2 separate regions of the Muntiacus reevesi genome follow, and region 1 is linked to region 2. A link is a contact called in public Hi-C data. All regions are on one chromosome and are shown on one strand. The core of a region is the stretch at or near the end of the contact, and the rest is flanking DNA. Distances in the headings are between cores, read along the strand shown. Region 1 holds the start of CCNG1 (cyclin G1). Region 2 holds the start of SLU7 (SLU7 homolog, splicing factor).

What was found. Hi-C and Micro-C count contacts between places; a contact is called where the count stands out from the background.
Region 1: a contact with region 2 is called in a Hi-C map of muscle, with 8 times the contacts expected there. The contact joins the promoter of CCNG1 here to the promoter of SLU7 in region 2. A contact is called at or near these places in 2 of 3 Hi-C or Micro-C datasets (blood and muscle).

The regions. Positions count from the first base shown.
Region 1 is chr1:252,103,841-252,109,307 of mMunRee1.1, forward strand. It overlaps CCNG1 (cyclin G1), which reads left to right and starts at 3,490. Exons shown (of 7, transcript XM_065919038.1): 1 at 3,490-3,714; 2 at 4,943-5,206. The coding sequence starts at 4,943.
Region 2 is chr1:249,194,322-249,199,596 of mMunRee1.1, forward strand. SLU7 (SLU7 homolog, splicing factor) reads right to left here and starts at 3,533. Exons shown (of 16, transcript XM_065919036.1): 1 at 3,421-3,533; 2 at 397-580. The coding sequence starts at 566.

The DNA of each region.
Region 1 (5,467 bases), core at 2,240-4,739, 2.9 Mb after region 2:
CTACAAAGTGAATCGCTTCCCAGTTGGCACTAGTGGTAAAGCACCCAGCTGTCAATGCAGGAGATATAAGAGATTCAGGTTCAATTCCTAGGTCGCAAGGATCCCTTGGAGGAGGGCATGGCAACCCACTCAAGTATTCTTGCCTGGAGAATCCCATGGGCAGAGGAGCCTGGAGGGCTCCAGTCCATAGGGTCGTAAAGAATCGGATATGACTGAGCACACACAAAGTGAATCAGCTGTATGTATACATATATCCCCTCTCCTTTGGACCTCCCTCTGACTCCCCCCTTCACCCCATCCCTCTTGGTCACCACAGGGTCCCAAGTTGAGCTTCCTGAGCTATGTGGCAGGTTTCCACTCTATCTTACAAATGATAGTAATCTGATTTCTGTGTATCCTTTTCCCGGCCTTCCCATCACCACCCAAACTATACACAATTTCTCAGCCCCAAACTATCCCAGAGATCAACGAAGACCGCATGAAGCCACGATCTGGCAAGTTCTCTTCTAAGACAGAGCAGATGCACCAGAGAACAGTTGGATACGTGGAGGGGGCTGTAATAAGTAGTTTCAAGAAGGATCAGGAAGTAGAGGGGAAGACAATTCAGCTGTGATCCTTTTGATCCTCATATTTTTTGCCCTCATCGCTGTTGGACAAGCCTACATTCCAAAGTTCTGGACATGTGTCAGAGAGCCTCAACAGAAGGAGCGGTGCGAAGATTGCTCCAGTCTCCAGGACAGAAACAGAACCAAGGGGGGAGTGCCCACGGCCAGGGCAGCATTTGATAAGCCATCAGTGTTTACCTGCTTGTTATAATTTTTTTTTTTTTTGCTGCTCAAGGCACTTCAATAGTCTGCAATGTAGAGAATATGATAAAATCCTCCTCTTACTGCATTGGATTCTTGCCCAGCTTTAAGGTCATTATTCTGAGCTTCAGTTCTTGCTGCACTTAACTGGTCATGGAGAAGAAAGCATGATACTGACAGCTGAATATATCACTGAGCCTAGAAAATAGCCTGGAAGTCAGTCCTTTGAAAGATTCCTGACAGACTCATCACTCAACCTACCAGTCTTTAAAAATAAAATCACAGTTAACAAAAGGCTCATTTTTTTTCTTTTACAGTAGGACACAACTGTCTTACATTTGCACATTTTGCTAATTAGAACTTTTAAGTTATTTAAATGACAGTCTGTATTCTAATATTATGGAATATAAATGATGGTGGAGGTGAGAGGTTAGGAGAAAATGTAAAAAATGTTCATTTGATTTGATTTCTATTTAATCAGTGCTTCTTCAGTACTACTGAAACAGTTTTTTTTCATACAGGGAATTTCAGGTTTTAATAAAAAGTAATAATAAGATCATAATGTAAGAGAAACATTTTTATTACATAAACAGTGATAGATTACCTAAGGCTACTGTGAAAGTTTTAAGTATAAAAGGCATAGAAATTAACACATGCACTTTAGATACTTATATTAGTGTTAAGTAAACAATTCTACTGGAGAAAGTAATGGCAACCCACTCCAGTATTTTTGCCAAGAGAATCCCATGGATAGAGGAGCCTGGTGGGTTACAGTCCACGGGTTTGCAAAGAGTCAGACATGACTTAGCGACTAAACAACAACAATAACAAACAATTCTAATACTCTGATTCTAGAAGACTAAGGCTAAAATAGATAAAACAGAGTGAAATACATCTTTAAGCACAACATTTCAAAAGAAATGTTAGCAATAAAGGATACTATTTATCAAGTACTTACTGTGCTCTGGGCATAATGCCTACCTCTTTATGTACTTTGTATTATTTAATCCTCCCGATAACACTATGAATAAAGTGCATTTAGTTCCTATTTTTTTAAGAAACGACAATGGAAACTTAATGTGATTAAAAAGTTGCTAAAAGTCTAAAACCTAGTTAGTAATCTGTGACTTCAAAGAACATCGCTTTATATTACCCACAAAACTACACGTGCCACAATGACAGGAACTAGTATATCCCATCCTCCACGGGCATACAATACATCTTCAATAAATAGTGGAAAAGTGCATATGTATATACCTATACTCCTAATTTGGTTCCTAATTTGTTCCTTTGTTACTAAAGCAGAAATATGTACATTTGTAAACTCACGCATTACCGTAAAAAGAATTTTTAAAATGTTTTAAATTGCCTTTTTATACTCATTACATGAGTTTATTTTCAAGGAGGACCAAGAACCCTTCATTGGTCGGAGCTTTGACAAACGGAGCTTTGACAAAGTGGAGCTTTGAGGAACGGACCCAGTGACGCTTTAGAGATCATATTTTTGAGGCATTAACTTTTTCTCCCCGGTTTTCCCTACCTTTTTCTCCTCACAACTCTGCCCCCGTTTCAAGGCTTGGTTCTGCGTCATTTGCCTCGGGGAAGCATCTGGCAGGGTAAACAACAGACATGTCCTTTCAGAATCTCATTTTTTCAAAGCCCAGGTAGCCACTAACAGGAAGAGGCCATGGGAACAGATATCAAAGTACATACAGTCCGTGAGAAATGATAACCAACTCCTCCTTCTCCAATCCTCAACCCCTTTTTAATGCAGACCCTTCGCATTTGTGAGAACAGGGGAAAAAGGAGGGAAAGAGTCCAGGAACGCTTCAAGCTAATTATTTTCCCACTTACACGGCAGAGGCTCAAAAGCAGAAATTAAGTTCATGGCCAGTAAATAAAAAGACGAATGTCGCTTCACACACGAGATCTGTGGACTCAGATTTTTAATCACTGCAATCATTCTTGTCTACTTATTCCTCTTAAGGGTCAACCACATACCTTTTGTTTTAAGCCCCTAAAGAACTACCAACTTTTCTAATTTGTTCACAATTCAAATTCAGGAGATTGGAGGAAGACCAAGAACCTACGTAGCCCAACTCCACTCTTTGATTAAATTTTACAAAAAGCAAAATAAGGCAAGGAACCAGTGATTTCCAAAGCGCACATGGGGAAACTTCTAGAAACTTAATAAACCACACCACAGAAAACCCACCACCTCTCCATCTGTAATGAAAAATAGGGGCTTCACTTTTTTGTTAGAACTAGCCACTGTGTTTTTACAAAGACAGCAGAACCACTCTACTAAACGGAACAGAATGAAAACTCCCAGTACATTCTGGAACGACATTCTGGCCAATCCTTCTGCCAACAGAGGCCTTACCCGGGCCTGGGTTAGTGAACGCAGCGTTTAACTCCCCCTCTTCAGCGAAGACACTTGGGGAAATCCTCCAATGAGAGACGCTTAAAGGCAGGGGCGTGGTCTCAAGGGGCGGAGAATTTGACTCCGGGGATAATGAAAAGCGTGTGCTGATTGGCCGGACATCTTCCCTCTACGCACCGGCCCTCTTTGGACAGCAGGAGCCATCCATCAAAAGACTTACACCAATTAGCGGGGAAATGCTTCCCACTTCCCCCTCCCATCGCAGCGAGAAAGCCCCGCCCTCCAATATAATACTCGGAAGGCCAGGCGCGGCCCCTTCGGCTCCGAACTGACCCGGAGAAGGGCAGTGTCGTCTCGGCGGCGCTGCAGAGACCCCCACCCAAGACGGCTCCCCCTCCCCGGGCCTGTCCCCTCTTGCCCGCGAGTCCTCTCCCTCGTAGGCCTCTCGGATCTAATATCGTGGGGTGAGGTGAGAGCAGGCCCGGGGAGGGTGGTTACCGCTGAGGAGCTGCAGTCACGATCAAGGTGAGCTAGGATTTCGGGGTTGACTGCAGGGTGCAGGTACGGAGCAGGGTTGGGGGCGCGGGGTAGGGTAAGGGGACGGGGTGGAGGGTTCGTCTCGCGCCCTTTTCCTCGGTTAACTCTAGACCGAGCAACAAGTTCAGGCTAGTCCGAGCCTGGAGGGGCGGGGCCAGATCAGACCTCCCGAGCCGTCTTATTGTCAAGTTGGCGTGGTCCCAGGCACCAGCCCGGGGGCGAAAGAGTTGGATCCCTGAAGATTGTGATTCCGCATCTGTCCACCTCTTCCGTCGCTCAGCCCTGAAGATGCTCTGCTTCCTGCCTTTTGGTTGTTGGGGGGAGGGACTGTCCATGTATCCGTGCCTGGGGCATAGTAGGCGTTCATTATTGCCCTAAATTAATGAAACTCCCAGGTTTCTCTTGCAGGATGGATTAGCCTCCTGCCCCACTGCCGGTGCTCTTAACACCTGAGTTTCCTTTCGTAACATCAATAAAAGTTAACAGTTGCTGAGCACTGAGTGCCAAGCACTATGCTGAACTCTAGTTGAATCATCTTGTTTAATCTTAACAGACATTTAGAGAGGCAGATATTGCCTCGTTTTACAGACTATAAATAAGCTCATTAATATTGTCCAGGTGTTTATTAGGCACCTATTGTATGTGCTATATACCTGAGCTCCTGAAACTGAAAGTGTTAGTCACTCAGTCGTTTCCAGTTCTTTGCGACCCTGTGGACTGTCGCCCTCCAGGCTCGGGTGTTACAGAATTCTCCAGGCAAGAATACTGTAGTGGGTAGCCATTCCCTTCTCCACAGGATCTTCCCAACCCAGGGATCGTACTCGTTTCTCCTGCATAGCAAGCAGATTCTTTACCTTTATTTCACATAAGTCTATGAAATGGGTAATAACCTATTAACAGATTAGGAACTGAGGACTAAGAAAAATTGACTAACTTGAATAGTTCACATTGTTACTTAGTGGCAGAATACATACTACCATTTCATTTCAAAGTTTGGGCATGAAGATTAGCATTTTTTTTTTAAAGGCCCTCTAGGAAGTCACAATTTAGGATGGATGTAACCAACTGGTTGGGGAGGGGGAGAATAACAGATGGCCCTTGACAATGACTGAGATTCACTAACAGCATTGAGAGAGGGGAGGCTGTGTTGTAAGGCACCTGGCAGGACAGGAAGGGCTGTTCTTTCACTCCTTTCTGGGCTTTGTTCTATATATAGATGATAGAGGTACTGACAACAACTGACTCTCAGAAACTGCTACACCAGCTGAATGCCCTGTTGGAACAGGAGTTGAGATGTCAGCCAAAGGTCTGCGGCTTGAGACTAATTGAATCTGCACATGATAATGGCCTTAGGATGACTGCAAGACTGAGGGACTTTGAAGTAAAAGATCTTCTTAGTCTAACTCAGTTCTTTGGATTTGACACGGAGACATTTTCTCTAGCTGTGAATTTACTGGACAGATTCCTGTCTAAAATGAAGGTACGTTTAAAGCTACATTACCCTGAGTATTTCGTGATTTTGCTTAATGTGTTTTGGAGATGGTATTGCCAGCTTTGGGCTGGTATTCATAACGACCATTTCTTTGTGTGTTTTCAGCAAGTAACCAAAATGTTTTGGTAATTCTGTGTACTATAGCATTGATGAATATTCTTCCTTTTAATCAAGAATAATGCATCAGCTATTAGACTTAACTTCTGACATTGAATAATAGTCTAATATCAAATCATTGCAAAGCCTCCC
Region 2 (5,275 bases), core at 2,283-4,782:
AGTTGCACAGCTGGGCCTCTGTATCCATGGTTTGGAATCTGAAGATCCAACCAGTGGCAGATCTTGTGGCACTGCATGTACTTACTGAGAAAAATATGAGTATAAGTGGACCAACACAGTTCAAATCTGTGTTGTTCAACGTCAGCTGTAGTCACTTGTGTACAGTAGGACAGGGAGTGGGAAGAACTAAAAAGGACTATAGTTATCATTACAAGTCCTTTGTTATTATTTATTAAACTTTATACATATGAGTTTGATACAATAAATGAAAACAAAAATGATGGAAATGGTAAAGATGGTTTCTGGTCAAAGCAAAGGATGAGAAATAGGTAGACTAAGTAGACATGAATTTGAATTCTGAATGAACAGATCTTGCAAAAAAATTTAAGTACTCACTTTCCTTCTTCATCAACTTCTGCAGGGGCATTACCCAATTTTCGCTGTTCTTCAAGCTCCTTCTTCTTTCTCCAGTCCTCTCTAGTCATCTTCTTTGGTTCCTCCAAACTCATTTCTTTGGACCCCGACAAGGGGGCTGCATTAGCTGCATCCACAGCTGCAGCTGACATGGTTATCTGGCCTCCTGCATGAAAAGGAAAAAATATCTATTAGAATAAACTAGGCCTTCCTGAATTCACCAGAGAAACTATCAAAAGTACACCCTACAGATTGGGAGAAAATAATAGCAAACGAAGCAACAGACAAAGGATTAATCTCAAAAATATACAAGCAACTCCTGAAGCTCAATTCCAGAAAAATAAATGACCCAATCAAAAAATGGGCCAAAGAACTAAACAGACATTTCTCCAAAGAAGACATACAGATGGCTAACAAACACATGAAAAGATGCTCAACATCACTCATTATCAGAGAAATGCAAATCAAAACCACAATGAGGTACCATTACACACCAGTCAGGATGGCTGCTATCCAAAAGTCTAAAAGCCATAAATGCTGGAGAGGGTGTGAAGAAAAGGGAACCCTCTTACACTGTTGGTGGGAATGCAAACTAGTACAGCCGCTATGGAGAACAGTGTGGAGATTTCTTAAAAAACTGGAATTAGAACTTCCATATGACCCAGCAATCTCACTTCTGGGCATACACACTGAGGAAACCAGATCTGAAAGAGACATGTGCACCCCAATGTTCATTGAGGAACTATTTATAATAGCCAGGACTTGGAAGCAACCTAGATGTCCATCAGCAGACGAATGGATAAGGAAGCTGTGGTACATATACACCATGGAATATGACTCAGCTGTTAAAAAGAATTCATTTGAATCAGTTCTAATGAGATGGATGAAACTGGAGCCCATTATACAGAGTGAAGTAAGCCAGAAAGATAAAGACCAATACAATATACTAATGCACATATATGGAATTTAGAAAGATGGTTAACGATAACCCTATATGCAAAACAGAAAAAGAGCCACAGATGTACAGAACAGAATTTTGGACTCTGTGGGAGAAGGCGAGGGTGGGATGTTTCGAGAGAACAGCATCGAAACATGTATATTATCTAGGGTGAAACAGATCACCAGCCCAGGCTGGATGCATGAGACAAGTGCTCGGGCCTGGAACACTGGGAAGACCCAGAGGAATCTGGTGGAGAGGGAGGTGGGAGGGGGGATCTGGATGAGGAATACATGTAAATCCATGGCTGATTCATGTCAATGTATGACAAAAACCACTACAATATTGTAAAGTAATTAGCCTCCAACTAATAAAAATAAATGAATCAATAAATAAAATGATATGATAAAAAAAAAGTACACCCTAATAACACATACTGTGGGTTATATATAATGTATCATATGTTCTTTTTCTTTCAAAGCATCTGTAAGGGAAAGGTCTCTTTCTACTCCACTAAAATCTTTATATACTGTTGCAGCTGTGCTTTCAACTCTATTGGTTAAGTGGAGAGACATGCACATGCATTTAAAATTTCATGAGACTCATTCTTTCATATATATATTCCTGATTTCCTCTCTACGTATGTGTCTCAAACTTTTCTACCACATTAATCCTTAATGAGTACACAGGGTCCTATCTCTGTTCCTCTTAAAAACCGGATGATTTAAGATCACCTATATTCATTATCTCTATTTCCACATTATCTGCTGCCCTTCTCAATCATTCCCCTTCCCGCTCCAAAGATACCTCTAAGTTAGCAATGTGGTAAGTCCTCTGGACATTGTTCAGTTCTATTTCTCCCCCTTTTCTTTTGATATATTCTTATCCTTTGGCTGATATGACATCATATTCCCATGGGTTTTTTTGTACCCCTATCACTGCTCCTCCTGTATCCTTCGTAAGTTCTTCCACTTCTGCCCAGTTACTTAGTTTTGGACTCCTCAAGGCTCAATTCTAGGCTTCCTTCATCACTTTAAACTCCACCAGAGGACAAGTTCATCTATTTCCAAGGTTTCAATAGCCACGATATACAACTGCTGGCTCTCCAATTTATTTCTCTACTTCAGATCTTTTTTCTGAGCTTCAGATAAACACAGTCCAATTGCTTACTTCAAAGTACCTCCACTTAGATGTCTCAAAGAAATCTGAACTCAACTAGTCTTAATTCAAATTCATAATCTTCTCTATGAAATCTAATCTTCTTCCACTGTTCCCTCTCTTGATGAAAGATACCACTATCCATTCCTTTTCAGAAGTGTTCCAGCTAATTCCCATACCTATTTCATCATGAAGTACTGTTATTTTCATTTTCTGAATATCACTCGAATTCATCTACTTCTATCAATAACCTGAGTGTATTACTTTTCCCTACTAGTCTCTTCTGCTTTCTGCCAATCAGTTCACCACACTGCAGTGTTATTTTTTCAAACACAGATTTGGTCATATCATGTCCCACTACCCAAGCTGAAAACCCTCAAATGAAACGCTGTCCAAGAGAAATATACCACCAGACCTATATGTCATTTTAAATATTCCGTAAGCATATTAAAAAAGCAAAAGGAAACAGATAAAATTCGTTTTTTGCAATATTTTGCCTAATTACCAACACATTTTCATTTCAACACAGGAAAAAATAAATCAATTCTTTAAAATCTGATACGGATTTTACATCTATTTAGATTGGTCAACATTTCAAGCGCTTAAGAACTACAAGCACAGTTCAGCTCCAACAGCACCTTATAATTCTTACTTTTTCTTTTTAATTTTTTTTTTTTTAATTCTTACTTTAAAAACCACTAAAGACACAGTCCTGGTCTGACTGGGCACAAATACCACTACTGAGGCCTAGGACAGCTGCTTCCTTGGTTCTCGGTCCCCGTTCCCTTCTCAACCGGGCGTTCATCAATCCCGTGAGGATATTCCTAAGAATTAGGAGCCTCTGGCCCTCTTCCCCGAGTTCTCCACCTTCACTCTCCTCCTCGTTCCAAGTTCTCACAAGATTTCCTTACCCGGTCCCAACGCTGCTGACCCTGGTACAGTTCGACAAGAATGAAGACGATCGCCAATGTTTACTTCCTGACTTCCTCTCTCTCCCGGCAGCCACTGCAGCACTTTCCGGGCGACCCACACATGCGCACTTGGGCCTCAGGGCGGGGGGCCAAAGCGAAACTGGTCTCGCGAGATCTCGAGCTTTTTCTTTAGCTCTACAGTAGGTCAGTAGAATGGGTTAGGTTTGAGGAGGTGCTTTTCTGCTCCGTAGTTTTCAACTCTTAGACTCGACGAGTATTACGACGTAAAATAAAACAAAACAAATTTCATACGGAGAACAGACAATAGCGTAAGCATCGCTAGAGCGCTACGAGGTGCGTGAAGTTAAAACAGTTAAAATCAGTATTAATTAGTAGCCAGGTAGTGTAACACGTTAGGGACAAGGTAAACACAAAATTGTCTTCCTCTTCTCGAATTTACATCATATAGAGTGAGAAATACTGAATTATTTAAGTAATTTACAGTTCTAGAAAGCCGCTATGAAGGGTGTACTAGGTACTTTGAAGACATAGGGCAATTCAGCAATTGTGACACCTCACCCCTGATGTTGATACTGTATTTTACCATTAGGAAAAAAATACTGTAAAACGATTTCCATTGTGGAAAAACAATGTCATAGATAGCTCAACCTTCCTTTAAAGAAGAATAGGAAATAAAATACTGGAAAATAATAATTTTGGAGTACAGTTTCCTCCCTCCCCCCTTTAAATCCTATCGGTTTTGGTAATGTTTTATTTTTCAAAACAATATGTGCTCCTTTCAGATGTCAAAATGACATCCTTGCCTCTAAAAGAATCTCATCATACTCTTATTAAGAAATTTTAGTGCATAGAGCATAGGAATGTAAATATTCATTTTGATTTTACAGGGCAAAAGTTGAAGGAATGGAAGTTGTCAGAAAATAGTCTGAAAGTGAGTAGTCTATCAATCACTCATACTTAATTTGTATCTCTTTAATACAATTCCTGAAATTTGTTTGAAAGTGTTAATGTCCGTTTAGTTAAAACTACCAGGCACAAGTCAGGGAACACATCTCCCAGTGGAATTATGGAACGTGCTGGACAAGAGGGAAGAACTTTTTGTAAGGTTCAGATTCCCTCCTGGAGTATTCTGAGGAGGGTCTGAGGAAGCAGGAATCAGGCTGTTTGATAAACTGGGATCAATTAGGATCTTGGTGCGGTTGTGAGGTGAGGGTAGTTTAGCAATTGGATATCTCCAGTAACAGTCCAGGGCAGAGCAAAGTGAGTTTGGGGCATCATTAGTAAGAAAACAGAAGTATTGGTTGTGGCATTTTACAGTTACCTTGGGAAACAGTGCTTCCTGTTGTAGGAGGGCAGACTTAACCTAGGGAGACAGAAACTTTGCATCCAAAAACCTCAGGAGATAAAAAATTCCCACTTGGAAGCTGTAGGTGCTGTTAAAGAGAAAAGCCACAGGCCCAAAATGGCTTCACTTGTGCTAAAGCCCTTGATACAAAATTTATATTTAATAACTAACTTAATCACAACTTCAAAATTCAATCACCAGAAATGTAATCCAATGAACCAGTTGGGAATTTCCTGGTCATTACTGAAGAAGTAATCTGGCACATGGCCCCTTTCCATTATCTCCTCACCCCCACCCTGCCTCTCAGTGGAAGAAGAGGCAATTAGCTGTGAAAACCTTGCTGTTCCTTCTTTTCTTCCCTCCAAGGAGATTCTGGCCTATAAATAATCCTTTTTTTTAAATTTTACTAATAGCTCCCATGCCCCACCGTTTTTCCTCTAAAAACTTCTGTTTGTACAACCCCTTGGAGCACCCTTCTGATTGCTCAGT